Linked DNA regions of Sus scrofa: region 2 is linked to region 1. A link is a contact called in public Hi-C data. All regions are on one chromosome and are shown on one strand. Each heading gives the region's core, a stretch centred on a gene start, on an enhancer-like site or on the middle of the called end of the contact. The rest is flanking DNA. Distances are from core to core; before and after follow the strand shown.

Region 1 (3,726 bases), core at 13-2,512:
CTTGTTCTGATAGAGAAAATCATGGCATGTTTTAGGCATTCAGAAAATGCTAAGTATTACAAAATGAAAAGCTGAGGTTAAATCAGAGTCCACCTTGAATGTCAAGCTAAGGAGCTGGTACTTTTTCAGGCTAGATAGTTACTGCAGGTGAGAGGGATTGGACCTGGGACCCTTTGTTGCAGTGCTTATACCTGGACAAAACTTCTCCCCAAACATTTCCTGAGCAACAAACTACAAAGAAACTATAAGGGACTAAAAACAACTGTGCCTCTACCGCTGGGGCAAATTGTAAAAAAAACAATAAACAAAAAGACCAAAAACCCAACTGCCACCTCTGAGGTAAAGGGAGCAAAAGCAGGTTATTGTGCAAGACGGCTACACAAAGCACCACTAAAGGGATGGGAAGACCACGTGAGCCATCCTTCTGGCCAGACTCATGTATTCACCCCTATCCTCATCACATTTAAGGAACCAGCTTGCCCTGTGCACCCCAGGGAGCATGCAAGGAAACCTGTTTCTTGTTTTCCCTCTCTGGTGCACTATAGCACAGCCCCAGTAAAGTCATGCCCGAATTTCTTATCTGGCCTCTTAGCAATTTCTACTGAGTGAGGAGTCCAGGAACCCAGGTTGGAAACACAGGATTTTTGTCCAAGTGGCAGAAAAATCAAGGAGGGAAAAGAGTCTGAAAGATATTGCAGTTGTCCAAGTGAGGCAAAAAAAAAGCACTCGCAGTGAATTTCTGGAATATTTCGGACTATAAACTATAGGATTCCGAATTTCCTGGGTATGAAGAATGAGATTAAAGCCCACTATTTTGATCTAGTTGGTGCTGTTTACAACAACAGAAGACCAATGCCCTAACCTGGGAAATTCCATAAGTCGTAGCTACGGCCCTTAAAAAAAAAAAAAAAAAGGCAAAGACAGAGGTGACGTTCAGTTTCATATTTTGAGCTTAGCACCCAAAATTATCCTGGCTGAAAATGCATAAACAAAGCTTCAAATATGATCTGAGTTGAAACAAAGTTCTGGAAATTTTGTTCATTCTCTTAAATCCTAAGTTTTAAAAAACTTTTTCTTACGACATCATAATTCACTCCGGGACACCTTATACGTTACAGGGTTCTGCGAAACGACGCTGAAAACTGCCAAGTTCCTTCTGGACCCAGGATACCGCGCGCCGGTGCGGTCACTGTGACGTGCGGCGCGAGTCTGCGTTTTGGGGGACGTCGTGCGCTGTTACCAGGGAGACGCAAGGGGCGGGGCGACTGCCGCCAAGGCCTCCGGCTCCTGCCGGTCGCGCCCTCTCACGCCCCCTCGTGGTTGCTGGCGTGTGGGCCACAGCCTATGGCTTTGCAGCTCCGCCGAGAGTCGCTCTAGCTCTGGCGTCAGCCTCCAACTGCGCGGGCGCCCAACGCGCTGACTCGCCAAGCGCCAGGCTAGAGGCGACGCCTCGAGGTGAAATCGAGGAGGTGCAGGAGGGGAACTCTACGTGGGCCCCGCTGTCCGGGAGAAGCCTGAGGCTTTGAGCCGCGCGGGGGCAGAGATGGCGGAGGAGTGGGAAGGCGATTTTGCGAAGTCATGTGCACGCCTTGAAGCAGCAGCGACTGCAGACACCTCGGGGTCTCCAGCGGGGACCACCACGGTCGCCGCAGAGTCATCGGAGCGCGAGGGCTACAGTAGAAAGTGCGTGTTCTGCCGGATCGCGGGGCAGCAGGAACCCGGCACGGAACTCCTGTACTGTGAGGTGGGCGGCAACGCGCGACTGGGCGTGGGTGGGGGCCTGATCGCTCCTGGGGACTCCGCCAGGAGGGCCTCGATGGGGGGGATCGGGTGGGAGGGTCCTATGTAAATGAAGCGGGGGGCGCCCGGGTGTTCTAGTGTTCGCGACGGAGTTGCTTCTCTAGGGGCGGGGAGGGTCACCTGCGGCCTCTTTGCTGTTCTTAGGGGAGAACATGTAGTGATAATTGGTAGAAAATAGCACGTATGGCCTCATTTTATTAAAGGGTTCTCTCCCTCCCAGTCTCTCCTTTTTAGATATTGCTTTTACGTTATGCACTCTTAATACTGATACTGAAGATAAAACTAGTAGAAAATAGATAATGGTAATCGTGAAAAGTCTGTTAGATTGATTGAAAATAGGCTGGCAGGAGCGGGTCCACTATTAGTACGAACTGCTACTTAGTAATGATTTCCACTAAAGGGTCCAGTGCTTTAGAAGTGTTATTAATTGGAATGTATGGACATTTTCAGAGCATTAAGACTTTACCCAGGTATTTTATGTATGTATGTATGTATTTATTTATTTAGTCTTTTCGACTTTTCTAGGGCCGCTCCCGCTGCATATGGAGGTTCCCAGGCTAGGGGTCTAATCAGAGCTGTAGCTGCCAAGCCTATGCCAGAGCCACAGCAACACGGGATCAGAGCCGTGTCTGCGACCTACACCACAGCTCATGGTAACGCCGGATCCTTAACCCACTGAGCAAGGCTAGGGATGGAACCCGCAACCTCATGGTTCCTAGTCAGATTCGTTAACCACTGTGCCACGATGGGAACTCCCCAAATATTTTAAAACACATATCTGTTAGTCACTTTCTTCTACCAACTCTGCTTACCTTTGAAGAAACAGTCTTTTGAGAGAATCAGCTCCAGAGTCTGGTCTTGTTTTGTTTTTGAAGTAAACATTCATTCACTTGTTTTTGTTTTATTTTATCCTTTTTTTTTTTTTTTTTTTTTGGCCATGGCATAGCACTCGGAAGTTCCCAGGTCAGGATAAACCCAAGGTTGCGGTGACAACACTGAGTCCTTAACTGCTAGTCCACCAGAGAACTCCCATTCACTTGTTAAAAGTAAATTGAATTCCTTCCAAGCACTGTTGGAGATTCAGTGGTGAGCAAGGTAAAGGATAGTCCCTGTCTAGATTTTATAATCTAAAGGGTGGAATGAATACAGACAGAGGAGGCAGCTGATTCCAGTGCCCTGTGCTGTGGTGAAATAGTTTTACCACCTGTACTATTTTGCAAGGCTCCCCTGTGGAGGGGTACCTGACCCAGATTTGAAGGGTTGGGGAAGGTTTTCCAGAGGAAGTGAGGCATGAAAAAATAAATAGGTATTGGCCAGGTGAGGAGGAGGAGAGAAGTTCCCTCTAAGAGGACCTCAAGTGGTTTGGTTTCTGCTATAGGAGAACAGAAAGAAATTCAGTCTAACTGGAGCATAAAGTTTGCGGGGATGAGTCATGAAAGACGAGGCTGGAGAGGTAGGCAAGGGGCCATATTATTAAGGATATTGTAATTCATGTTAAGGAGTTTTGGCTTTATTTGAAGAGTGAAGAGAAGCTCTACAGTAGAATGTTTAATGCTACCATTCATGCTGGGTGGGAAGGAAGAGGATGAGGAGTTACAAGAAAGGGATTGCTCTTTGAAAGATCATCTGGCACTATTGTGGAGAATGATTTGGAGAGGACCAATCTGAAGGCATGGAGTTTGGTTATGAGGCTTTTCAAGTAATCCACCTTGATGACGGCCTGAAATAAAGAATAATAATAGAATGTAGTGGGATGAAGAAAAGGGCATCAATTTAAGGATATTTAGGAGTCTGACACTGGCAAGATCTGCATTTCCAGCCTAGACTATAGGAACTGCCAGTTTATAGATTGAAATTGAAAAGAGGAGAATTAATGAGACCACCTAGGAGTATATGTGGAGTAAGATGTGAAAGGACCCCTACACT
Region 2 (4,018 bases), core at 374-2,873, 620 kb before region 1:
TGTTAAGATGTTCATCTTTGGTCACCAGAGCCATAACTGCCATCCTGTACATGTGATCTGATACACTCTCTGGCTTCTGGACATTTCTGTATACCCAGCCAGTCCGTGGGACCCTCTGACAAAAACAGAAAGAAATTCATAAAAATCGGTATTTTAACCACCTGCCATGCTCTTCAGTAGAAGTCCAGGGACTAGGGCACAGAGGCAGGGTCATGGTTTCAGCACATATCAAAACATGCTTAACTGACCTAAATGATTAACATCTGGAATTAAACAAACCAGTGAGGTCAGAGAATGATAAAGAGAGAGAGAAGAAAGAATAATTCACAAGTATAACACAGAAGTCCAACAGTCGAGTTATTTTGTGTTAGGGATGCACTGAAGTACAGAATATACACAAGTCCTTAGACATAAAAACAAAACTGTAAAGTATCTTATTTTTTCAAACTACAAGAATTGGTTAAGTTTTGCTTCAGACAACCATTGGACACAAGTAGAAAACACTGCAGTGAAAGCTCAGATTTTGAACAAGTGACAGACTTCCAAATTCTGAAGCAGAAAGAATAAGGTATTTCTAACTGCTTCCGCCAGTCATGACGCTTCCTTTCGCTCAGCTCCCAATATGATCCTGTGAGACTGTATTTTCTCCTCAGGAGTTTATATTTCTAAAGAATTTTGTAAGCTATAGTAATAGTAGCATGAAACAAAACGCTTTGAACTTGGAGAAGTTCGGCAAAATCATTAACTGGCTGTGGCGGGACGTGGGGGGTGGGGAGGACCCCTGTGATGTAACTCTAGTGTGTACTACTTAAAATCCTCTGCTTAAAAACAAACGAAAAAAAAAGCTCTTGTGGCGTGGGTTCGACCCCTGGCCCCGGGAACTTCCACGTGCCAGCAGGCGCCGGAAGGAAGAAGGAAGAAAGAGAGGGAGGGAGGGAGGAAGGAAGGAGGAAAAAGTCTTGTTATTTCTGTGGTTGTGTGACAGGTTTTAGGCATTCCACTTAAATTCTGCAAGACCAGTGGGTCCCGTTCTTCCCACTCGCCCAGTTGTGGGGTCGCTGAGCCCCAAACGTACTCGGGGCAAACAGGGGCCAGGACCGAGGTACCCGCACATCACCGCGCCGGCTCCCCTCCAGAAACCTCTCGAAAGGCCTCCTGGGCCGGCCCAGTCCGAGCACCAGGCCGACGCAGGGCACAGCGCGGTTCAAACTCCCGCCAGCCCGGGGTGGGCCCCAGCAACCCGGCCGCGCCAGCTCCTTGGACTCGCTTCCTTCGCCCCCCAACCAGACGCACGACCGCATCCAGCTCGAGGGGCTCCCTCTGCCGACTCCCAGAGGCGGGGAAAACGGAGGAAAGTGGCAGGCGCCGCGCCAGGCGGGGAGGGGAGTCTGGTTGTCCCAAGGCCCGCCCCTGCCTCTCCCCGCACGGCTGCGATCCGAGCCCCAGACCATCCTCCCGGCGTTCGCTCACCTTGAGCTGCCCCACCAGCCGCAGGAACTGCAACAGGTTCCGGGCCCCGCGGCCCGAAAGGGCCGCAGCGGAGGAAGCAGAAGCCATGCGGCCTCCAATCCCGACAGGTTGGAGCCGGCTGCGATGGTAGCCGCTTGAAGCTCCACCCACCGAAGCCCCTCCCTCTGAAGCTCCTCCCCGCCCCGCCCCCGCCCCGCCCCCTTCCTTCTCTGCCTTTGCTTCCACCTTGCTTTCCTCCCTCTGGTTTTCCGTGACCCTTGTATCCAGTCCTCTCCGTTCCTGGCCTTGGGGGCTGCCGCTGGGCATTGCACCATCCATGGCAGACATTGTACGTGAGCATCTAGGTGTACTTTACTTGTTTCCTAGCTCTGCTCAACTCCATAAAACTTTTAAAGGGATTGCAGTTCTTTGGGGAGGGGCAGAGGGGATGGAGGAGTGTGGCGGGGGCGGGGGAAGCGTTATGCCAAAATGCACCAAAAGCTTGCCTTTTGGCAACTCCTTGTTTGACTGGGGTGAGAGATAAGGAACTCTGCTTCAAGGCATTTAATCTATAAACATTTTAAGAGTCACAGGAAAAGTACTTTGGGAGGAAAACATTAATTAGGCGTCACAAAAGTACTGGGAGGAGTTGGGGGCTCGCCACAGCCAGAGGTCTTTGGAGATAACCATAAATCGGATAGAGAGTGACACCAACCCCATGATGAACTCACAACCTCCCTAACACTTAAGTGCTGAAGAATCGCTACCCCAAAAGTTGGTCAGGGCCTGTCTCAACCATCCGTGTTAATTCCATCAACAACCAAGGGCACCAGCTTTTAAAGGCGCTTAGTGGGCCTGCGTACTGAAGGACAGGGAGAGAGGGTAACACTGAAAAGGGATGATATAGGGAGGAAGGAAGTAGGGAAACACATTATGAGTCTATTAGAGGAATTCTTCGGGGAGATAATTTTGATTTGGTCCAGGGTGGTCTAGTGGTGGTGGTGAGATGTTGAACTGAGAGTATAATTTGAAGGTAGGACTAACAAGATTTGTGACAGATCGAACATGGGGTATAAGGGTAAGAGAAGAGTGAAGGATGACTCCACACATTTTGGCCTGACCAGCTGAAAGGATGGAGTTGATACTTACTCAGCTGGGGAAAACTGCAGGAAGAATAGGTTGTGGGTAGGAATCAGAAGTTTAGTTTAGGCCATGTTGAGATACCTATTAGATATAAATGTGGAGGTCAAGGAAAATGTAACAATTTTGTGTCATCAGTGTATGAGATGGTTTGTAAAACCAAGAAACTGGATGAGACCACCTTGTGAGAAAGTGGATGAGGAAGAAGATGTCTGCAGCCTTAGCTGTCAGGCCAGACAACATTTAGAGTTTGGGAGACCAGGAAGAAGTAGCCAGTGATGTTGGTAGGGGACTAAGAGATAGTTGTGTCTCAAAGGCCAAGTGAAAATATTTCAAGAAAGGAGTGTGATCAACAAAGTCAATGTTATATAAGGACCAAGCAAATTCAGTGTCACTGCTGACCTTGATAAGAACAGATTCAGTCTGTTGGGCAAGCAGAATCCTACCTGGAGATGGTTCTAGAGAGAACAGGAGTAAATATTGCAACTCATTTAAAATGAATGGGACTAGTACAGGAGAGGTTGTTTGTTTGTTTTGTTGTTGTTGTTGTTGGTCTTTTTAGGAAAGATATATGGAAGTTAAGGTCGAATTGGAGCTGCATCTGCTGGCCTATGCCACAGCCACAGCCACGTGGGATCTGAGCTGTGTCTGCAACCTACACCACAGCTCTGGGCAATGCCAGATCCTTAGCCCACTGGCCAAGACCAGGGATTGAACCTGCATCCTCATGAATACTAGTTGGTTTCATTACCACTGAGCCACAACAGGAACTCTGAGGGGTTTTTATTTATTTATTTACTTTTTATTTTTGTCTTTTTGGCATTTCTAGTGCAACACTTGCCACATATGGAGTTTCCCAGGCTAGGGCTCTAATCGGAGCCGTAGCCACCAGCCTATACCAGAGCCACAGCAATGTGGGATCCAAGCCGCATCTGCAACCTACACCACAGCTCACAGCAACGCCGGATCCTTAATCCACTGAGCAAGGCCAGGGATGGAACCCGCAACCTCATGGTTTCTAGTCAGATTTGTTAACCACTGAGCCATGATGGGAACTCCTTTTTGTTTTTTGTTTTTTTTAAGGCAGGAGGTAATATAGTATTTTTATTTACTGACGGAGGTGAGCTAGTAGAGAGGGAAAAATTGATGATGTAAGAGACAAAGGAGAAAAATGCTGAAATGAAGAGGGTACAATCTAGGGACCAAGATGAAAGATTGGCCTTAGACATATGGAGCATTCATCTGTAACATAGGAGGAAGGGGGAATATATGATGACTAATTAATGGCCATATATAATATTATTTATGACCATATAAAGTTGTGTTCATGGGAGATTAAAGAGTTGTCTTCTAATTGCTTCTATTTTCTCACTGACATAGGAAGCAAGGTCTAGACTGGGTTATGTTGTAATAACGTGCAACCTCTGTA

Evidence for each region. A called contact is a pair of places that touch in the nucleus more often than the background predicts.
Region 2: a Hi-C map of brain shows a contact between it and region 1, with 6 times the contacts expected there. The contact joins the promoter of HDDC2 here to the promoter of HINT3 in region 1. A contact is called at or near these places in 2 of 5 promoter capture datasets (fetal liver and fetal skeletal muscle), 20 of 47 Hi-C or Micro-C datasets (adipocytes, alveolar macrophages, brain and 14 more) and 2 of 2 datasets of contacts at active chromatin or transcription factors (alveolar macrophages and skeletal muscle).

What each region holds. Positions count from the first base shown.
Region 1 is chr1:37,021,739-37,025,464 of Sscrofa11.1, reverse strand. It overlaps HINT3 (histidine triad nucleotide-binding protein 3), which reads left to right and starts at 1,262. Exons shown (of 5, transcript XM_001928728.4): 1 at 1,262-1,744. The coding sequence starts at 1,544.
Region 2 is chr1:37,638,233-37,642,250 of Sscrofa11.1, reverse strand. HDDC2 (HD domain-containing protein 2) reads right to left here and starts at 1,623. Exons shown (of 6, transcript XM_021088683.1): 1 at 1,471-1,623; 2 at 1-115. The coding sequence starts at 1,557.